3 separate regions of the Oryctolagus cuniculus genome follow, and all the other regions are linked to region 3. A link is a contact called in public Hi-C and Micro-C data. All regions are on one chromosome and are shown on one strand. The core of a region is the stretch at or near the end of the contact, and the rest is flanking DNA. Distances in the headings are between cores, read along the strand shown.

What was found. A called contact is a pair of places that touch in the nucleus more often than the background predicts.
Region 1: a contact with region 3 is called in a Micro-C map of ear pinna, with 5 times the contacts expected there. The contact joins two enhancer-like sites. A contact is called at or near these places in 5 of 6 Hi-C or Micro-C datasets (ear pinna, embryonic fibroblasts, psoas muscle and 2 more).
Region 2: a Hi-C map of an unstated tissue shows a contact between it and region 3, with 2.2 times the contacts expected there. The contact joins two enhancer-like sites. A contact is called at or near these places in 3 of 6 Hi-C or Micro-C datasets (liver, skin fibroblasts and an unstated tissue).

Annotation. Positions count from the first base shown.
Region 1 is chr4:17,436,167-17,438,897 of mOryCun1.1, reverse strand. No RefSeq gene overlaps it. Among named protein-coding and RNA genes, the nearest start is that of N6AMT1, 660 kb to the right of the region's middle. Within about 2 kb of position 1,272, at least 2 of the 8 cell types and tissues checked have an H3K27ac peak or open chromatin away from gene starts, as enhancers often do. A contact at or near this core is called in ear pinna, where this site is marked.
Region 2 is chr4:17,243,405-17,246,351 of mOryCun1.1, reverse strand. No RefSeq gene overlaps it. Among named protein-coding and RNA genes, the nearest start is that of N6AMT1, 470 kb to the right of the region's middle. Within about 2 kb of position 1,486, at least 1 of the 8 cell types and tissues checked has an H3K27ac peak or open chromatin away from gene starts, as enhancers often do.
Region 3 is chr4:16,986,774-16,989,489 of mOryCun1.1, reverse strand. No RefSeq gene overlaps it. Among named protein-coding and RNA genes, the nearest start is that of N6AMT1, 210 kb to the right of the region's middle. Within about 2 kb of position 1,284, at least 1 of the 8 cell types and tissues checked has an H3K27ac peak or open chromatin away from gene starts, as enhancers often do. A contact at or near this core is called in ear pinna, where this site is marked.

The sequences.
Region 1 (2,731 bases), core at 23-2,522, 450 kb before region 3:
TTTACATCTTAAACTTTCAAAAAAGTCTTGATATGGAAGATTAATCACAGACATCAGAAAGAAAACCAAAAAGTTCCAGTGTTACCCTGTCACTGTAGCAAGAACTATTGAGTATCATCAACTTGGCAACTGCATGAAGGATGAGTGGACAGAGCTGGAAGCCCTTCTGAGTACTAAGTGTGTCCTGGAGCTCAGTGGAGAGATGGACTGTTAAATTTCTGATTTAACTACTGTGGCTACAAAATATCTCAGATATAAAGACTATCCTACACATTATGGGAATATTTCCAATGGCACATAATTTCTATTTAAGTGGGAATTTGAAGTACTGCTTTGATTGAGAGGGGATTTTGAGGTCTGGGCTTGGAAATGATTTTGAATAGACAAGGACACAGATGTGGTGGCTTTGTGGGGGGAGACATCAGTAAATGCTACTTCTGTAAGATTGCAAACTTCTCTTCCAGGAGAAGTTGGTCTCTGAATATAGCATTCTGGCCAGCAAACAAGCAGAAACAATTAGTATACAAATAAAATCATAGTATTAACAAAAAAAAAATCCCTTCATATGTTTTACCTAATTGGAAGGGAGGTGGGAAGATGGTAGAGACAGGTGAGTTTAATGCAAAACCTCCAACTGAAAAGCAGCACTCATCATCTGGATCAATGCACCCTTGTTTTAGTTTTTGATATTGTTGGCTTCCTGTACAACATAGGATTTCTCAAGGCATTTAAGATAATAACAGCCCTATTTCAAATAAAATATGTGAGTTTTCCACTGAGATTCTTCAGTTTAGCAAACATCTCTGAAGTCAGCCTCCTGTACCACTGTTTTGGAATAGCTGGCCCAAGAGCAGGCAGCTCCCCACATTGGCAGAGCTGTTGTTGGGATACTACATTGTTCTGGGTCTGCCCATCTGATATGCCTATCCCAGAGGAAGAACTGCAGGAACTGATAGAAGGTTGGAGAGCCCTGTTTCCTTCCATTTCATACTTCTTGACCAATTAAAACAAAGTACTAACGTGGAAAAATCAGTAATCACATAACAAAAATCCTCAGGCATGAAAACTTTTCATTCTGGACAGTGGAAACTTTATTTTGTTACATCCTCCCGCAAATTTGCTTACAAATCAGAAAAACAGGACTGAAAAGAAAAAAAAAAAAAAGAAGGCAAGCTTCTTGCCAGTATTCTGTGCCCCTGGCTTCTCTGGCCACGGCAAACTAAGAGCATGATGGACTCTTTGGCAATCCATGATGTTCTTTCCCTTCACTGGGGGTTGGGCTCTACATTTCTCTTCCTGATTACCCAATCTTGCAGCTGCAGCATCTACTCTTCTCCCCTGGCATTGGCTGGACTTTGACTTGAAACTCTGTTCTGGGCTCACAGTGACCTCTCATGCTGACCTGCTACATCTTTTTGCTGACATAGCTCCCAGGGACTGTTATTGCTGCAGAAGAAACAATCCCCCTTGAATACAAGTATCTCCCTGATATCAGTGCACAGAATACTAGCCTTGCCAAAAAAAAAAAAAAAATGAAATTATCAAGAACTCTTTCAGTCTCCTTTCTTGAAGATTTTTGCATTAATCTTCTCAGGAGACTGAGCAGTTTACACTGATGAACACCACAATGTGTGACATCCCAAGGGCCCTCTTTTATGCTGTCAATGCTATCATGTGCCAGAATCAAATCTAGACAACTCAGTTATGTCCTGACAAGCTCCTTGCTCATCCAAAGCACCCACGAGGGATTAAAATAACCTTTGACCCCACTCTGTGAATGTTTTCAGTCTGTATTGCAATTTAAAAAACATCAATTCCAATGTTCTTTGCAATGTTTCTCCCCTACAAAGTTTTAATTTTTGGTAGAAACCTTAGCTTTCATTCTTATGCTGAAGTCAATAAAATTGATGGGCAAAACGAGACTGCCCTATGAAATATCTGCTTCACTGAAAAAGATAACTACAGACATGAATGGCAAAATTGTACTTTTCTTTGAATGTTCAAAGTTAGGAAAACTTGTAGTTATGGCTTAGCTTTGTCTCATGCTTATTCCAAACTGGTTGAATCCATGTGGGTATTTTCTAACCACTCTATTTTTAAAAAGCTTATTTACTGAAACTCACATGTATTTCATTTAAATTATCTTCACCTTTTAAAGCTGGGATGAGTTGTTTGGCTCTTTCAATATTTATCTCAATATATTGTGGTAGCTTCAAAAGCCAATATAAATTTCTTTTAGAAGTACCAAAGAAAACTTTCATTCTCTAACCCTATATTTATTTTTTTAAAAATTCTTCTCTTTTAACTTACTATTTTAAGGCAACTACACATGAAAAGTAGAGCAACAACTTTTAACCTTATGTATGACTGTATTTTAAAGTCTTTCATAAGGTTGAACTTTTCTCATTGTCATTTATGAGAATGCATCTTGTATTTATTATCATTTTTATCCATGTATATAATTATGTGTCAGTGTATGAATGGTCTGCAAAAAGTTCATGAAAATATGTATTATAAGAAATCTATGCATGGACTTCCAAATCACGGACCAAAATAAACTGGAATTAGCTTGTTAGAGCATATCTAAACAGTATCTAGCTGGAGGCACTAAAAAGTTTGAAAAGAGCCCTTATAAGGCACAGCGACATTAATTCTGCTAACATTGAAGCAAGAACAAAATAATTGATAGTGAAGTTGGTGGAACAATGGTGAAATTTTCGTTGCTTGACAA
Region 2 (2,947 bases), core at 237-2,736, 260 kb before region 3:
GTTAACCACAAGATAAATCATCATATGTCCTAAGCAAAAAAAAAAAAAAGTTGTGCATCAGTATACCTTTTTATTAATACATGAAATAAGTTCAATGGAAACAGGAGTAACTTTGGGGGAATACTATGTGTGACTATCCACCCCTTCTGTGAGCTTTGCTTATTTTAAAATTTCCTATTTCTCCAATTAGATTATAAGGTACTTGCTATTTAAAATCATTTAGCATATGGAAGCAATGTAGTCTACAATAAGGGTATAGAGGCACGCTAATATCACTATCTACTTTTTGAAGTGGAGCAGAAAGGAACAGATAATATGAAATTCACAAAAAAAATAAAAAATTAAAAAAAAAGAAATTCACAGCCAGACCTGCTAACTTACATTCACATCAAGGCATTACTTTTATTAAGAATTTATAATGAACTTTGAATAGGGCATTTGGCACAAAAATTTCAGCTCATTCTTTCTTAAATGAATTTGATAAAACTCATGGTTTCTTTTCCAATCAAAATGTTAGGAAGTACCACGCCCAGACCACTCTGTAGCCAGGCTTTTGATTTCTGAGAAATTCTTGTCCAGGCCACCAGGGAATGAAAGGTCAGCTTTAAGGGAGTTTCCGGAACAAGAAGAATATCAATGAAATTGGCTTGATTTTTTTAGGTGATGAAAAAAAAAATCCCTTAACTAGAGCAAGTGTATGGGAGTAAGACCATAGTTTTATCAAATTTAACATAAGCATTTGTTCAGATTCTTCAAAACTTTTTCCCATGATTAAAATTCTTGTTTGTTGCATTTTTGGCATGATAGCTATGTGACTTTGAGCACTGGTCCAAAAGTCATAGTACAGTTTTTTGTTGCTGTTACAATAAATTAATAAATTGGAGGAAATAGTTTTTTTGACATTCACAGTGAATAGCCCACTTTGGGGGAAAATAATCACAATTTATTATCAGATATGATCTTTATGCATTCTTCACTTGTTTTGCCAAAAGTTGCCTGGATAAATCTTGGGGAACACTTAAATAAGACAGTTGTCCATGTATGGTCCAAGGAACACAGAGGTTCCCAAAATCCTTTCAGGGAACCTATACTTTCCTTACTTTTCCATCAAAAGATCTGCAAGAAGTCAGCATTTCTCTAAGCATTTGAACCAAAACAACATAGTGGAATACACTGAATGTAGAAGCAGTTAAGAGAATTTGTGTTCTGTTCAAGCCAGGCTCCTAGAGGGATCAACAGGTGCTGAATTATGGAAGACAATAAAATTGCCCTCAAGCAGCTAAAAATAAACATGTACACCTCAGCATACAGGAGTTTAAATTCCATGTATGTTTCTGTATTGTATTTGATGAATGTATGATCCATCCTGTCCAGGGATTCTGATTTATAGTAAATACAAGCCAAACCAGCTCCCATAAGCAGCTCAGTACATGCATAATCTTGTGTCACATGTTTGCAGAAGCAGATTCCACATTCCTGCTATTCTCATCCAACTATGGTTTCTCCTTTCCATAAATGTCTTCTGGGCTTACATCCAGAGATCAAACTGTACCTTCTCTAACGAACAGTTCCTTTATGAAATTCTCTGAAATAAGATGAATCTGAAAATGTCTCTAATTGTCTATATTTCCTTTTACCCAAGCATTTTTCAAGGTGTTTTTTAGTTCATCTCATTAAGAAGTAGACTCTGTTTCTCTATTCCTTAAAACTTGGACGGTTTCATGATTTACTTTGTCCATTAACAAATAATAAAGCTTACTCTACCAATTCCAAGTCTAGACTTTCTCTCTTGCTCCTTTGCCGTCTTCACAGGAACAAGCTCGGAAGAGCATGTGGAAGATGAAAGAGCATGTATAGCGTAGCCGTGTCGCCCCAGTTGGGGCAACTCCGGGTCAGCCAGCCCCAACTTCCCACTATTTGACCACAGAAGCATGAATAAATCCAACCAAGAGTAGATATTTCTGGCCTGTATTAAAAGAGCCACAGGCAAAAGAAAATACCCACCCCCCCACACCCAGCCAAAATTTAAGCTTATGATAAATAACAACATTTTTTTTTGTTTTATACAAAACATCATACTCTGAACAAACTGTTCCCTGTTAGACCAATTATAAATAAGAAAAATAAATGTTTTATTTTGCTTTCACTGATTACTTCTGTAATGTTTCGTTTTTGTAGGAAATTTGTAGATTCAACTTTCTGAACTGTATGACATTTTCCTTCTCTCTGAATGACTCTAACAGTTATTGCAAGGCAGGTCTACTGGAAATAAATTTCTTAAATTTTTGTTTCTCTGGGAAAACATTTCAAATTAACTTTTCCATAATAATTTCACAGGTACAGAATTTTAGGTTACTTGCCCCCCCACACACACTCTCAATTTTTTCTCCACTCTATTGCTTGCATGATTTCTGAGGAAAAGTTATATGCAATTCTTATCTTTGGTCCTCCAAAGGCAAAGTGCCCCCTCCATCACCACCACTTTCAATCTTTTTTCTTTTTTTTAACTTTTATTTAATGAATATAAATTTCCAAAGTACAGCTTCTTGATTACAATGGTTCCCCCCATAACGCCCCTCCCACCCGCAACCCTCCACTTTCCCTCTCCCTTCCCCCTTCCATTCACATCAAGATTCATTTTCAATTCTCTTTGTATACAGAAGATCAGTTTAGCATATATTAAGTAAAGATTTCAACAGTTTGCACCCCCATAGAAACACAAAGTGAAAAATACTGTTTGAGTACTAGTTATAGCATTAAATCACAATGTACAGCACACTAAGGACAGAGATCCTACATGAGGAGTAAGTGCACAGTGACTCCTGTTGTTGACTTAACAAATTGACACCCTTTTTTATGCCATCAGTAATCACCCTAGGCTCTTGTCATGAGTTGCCAAGGCTATGGAAGCCTTTTGAGTTCACTGACTCTGATCATATTTAGCCAA
Region 3 (2,716 bases), core at 35-2,534:
TTTGGCCTCTTACGTCTTTACCAGAAAATTGGTGCCTTGAAACTACAGTGTCACTGTGACTACTGAGAAGTCTACCATTCTGAAGCTATCTAATAAGGGAGAGACTAAGTAGGTGCCAGCCAAACCTTCCCCAGACATGGTATTTAAAACGTGTGCTACAGACTCAATCCAGGTTGAGTAAGATAGACCGACATTGAGCTGCCCTTCTGGAAAGCTGTCTGTGATTAATTGCTGAACACTTTCATCTACAGTATCTCCTGAAGGGGAGAGCCCAGGAGGCAGATCATTCTCGGATCTTCTACAGTTTGGCCTCTGCTGGAACCCCTTAGCAATCGATCTTAACGCTTATCTCCAAGCTATTTATTCTTAACAAATGGAGCCACCACTCCTATTTATTATAATTCCTGCCATGTGGGAAGCGTGTGCTTCACACATCATCTTACGTGATAATCACATTTCAAGCTCTTCAACCACATAAATGCATTTACAGAGTGCAATTTTAGACAAAAATGGTTATAGGCTATGTAAACTATATAAAATCTGGTTTTTAAAACCATTTGTTTTGTGCTTTTAGAAAACCCCATATGCTACAAATTTTTAAAAAGTGAATTCTAAACTAAAAATCTTTGTGTTTTATTTTGTTCTGAAATTTGGCAACAGTTGACATAGTCTGACCTTAGGAATATTACATTGTAGCTCACAAGCTGATTCATTTTTTCACTGAGAATCTTCAATCAGAAAGCATATAGTCATGAACAATTCAACTGGTTTTGTTTTGTTTTGTTTTATAATTCAACTTTTAGGGATCTATTTTCCAAGACAATAAGCATCTGCTTTGACAAAAATGTATTCTCTGTGTATAGGAAGGGTGCCAGTAAAGAGCAATTGCTCCTTATAAGTCTAATTCCCAACATTCCAGAAACATGGGAAGCACACATGACTTTTGGGGCTAGATTTGAGAGTTTAGAAGCAGGGCCTGGCCCTGTACACCTTTTGTGGTGCAATACTGCCATCTGGCGGTCGATATAAATTATTTCAGATATAGTTGCAGAGGGCGACTACTCTAATCCTTAAGGATATTTCTAGTCTGCTTTCAGATATATTATGACTCTCCAGATCTCTAGAAGACACACAGAGAATGTGCTTTCGAGCCCTCAGCTCTGTCCCGCTCTGGCTGCGCCCCTCCCCACAGATCAAGGAGTCCTGGAGCTCGGAGGTAGCCCCCACGCAAGCCCAAGCCCCTTTCTGCAAGCTCCCTGCCCTCAGCTCACCTCATCAGCAATTCCTTAGGAATGCTCCAATGTTCCCACTGTGCCTGAGTTGTTAATGAATAACAGTGCGCTGCCGTTTCCCGCATATTACTTGCATTTGATCAGCTTCCCGACATTCCACCCACCCCGTCTCACAATAATAATGAAAAACAATTTTTAAGATATAAAAACAGGTCCTCGAAGTAACTTTTCAAATTCTACCCTCGAGTGTGCAAGAACGGTGAAGCATTTTCCAAACCTTAAGTCTCCACTGCCACCTTCAGGATGCTTGTGGTAACAGCAGGTACTAGAATAGTGGCTGACTGGGGCACATGTTCTGGTACCAGCAAGAGAACTTGGTTGAATCTTGTAATTGAACCAGGTGAGAAAGAAGCAGATGCCGTTTAGTTTATGGCATTTCACAAAATCTTGGAACGCATTTTATTTGCCACTCTGCTAGACAATAGAATTAAAAAAACAGGTAACACTGTATGTAATGTAAATAGAAATCTAAGAGCTTATAAATGTAACTGTATGTTACCTATATAATACATATACCAAAACTCTATGAATATAAAATTTATATACGCATGCCCCACACTAAGGACAACTGACACATCTATGGGGCTTTTGATGTGACAGGCTGTGATCTGTGTGCTTTATCATTGTTAACATGTTTCTACATTCTTAATTGCCTCAATAACTCCATGGAGGTAGCTATTACTATTAAGCCTACCTATTTTACAAAAGGGGAAACTGAAGTTCTGAGGAGTTTGCTTCTCTATAGTCACATAGCCAGTAAACGGCAAAGTCTGGACTTGAGCCTGGCTGTCTGGCTTCAGGGTCAGTGTTCCTTGCCATTGGATGAACCCTGCCTTTTCGGAACAGAGAGAAAGCAGGGTGGGTGCTGTGGGTAGCAAAAGCAGGCAGAGAACCACTTGTCCCTGGATGTGGTGATCACTAAGCTATGGAAGCTCTATGCTCACTATGGTACTTGCTAGTAGGGAGGAAGAAAACAGAAAACAAATAGTTTTAAAGGAAATCAGAATAAGACGATCTGATTTTAAAATGGCTGAAGGACTATTTTATATCAAGCAGTTTAAGAAGAGATTATATTAAGCTATGGCCAGTCTAAAAATTAATTTCAATCTATCTCCATGCAGATCTGTGGGGAGTATTCCAGACACACCTGCAGATTTAAGGCAAAGCTCCTGAGAGGGGTTTGCAGTCTGGACACACCGCAGGTCCACAATTAAGGCTCATTTGTCAGGAGTAGAGGGGAAGGAAGAAAAGCAAGCAGGGAGTTCTGAGAGCCAGACCTGGCCAAAGATGGACGGCTTGATAAGCCACACCAGGTGCAGGATTTTATTCCAAGTAGGAAGAGGAACTACGGAACAACTTTGAGCTTATCACAAAAGATCACTCCAGCTGCTCTATGAAAATAGGATTGGCAGGAGCACAAAGTG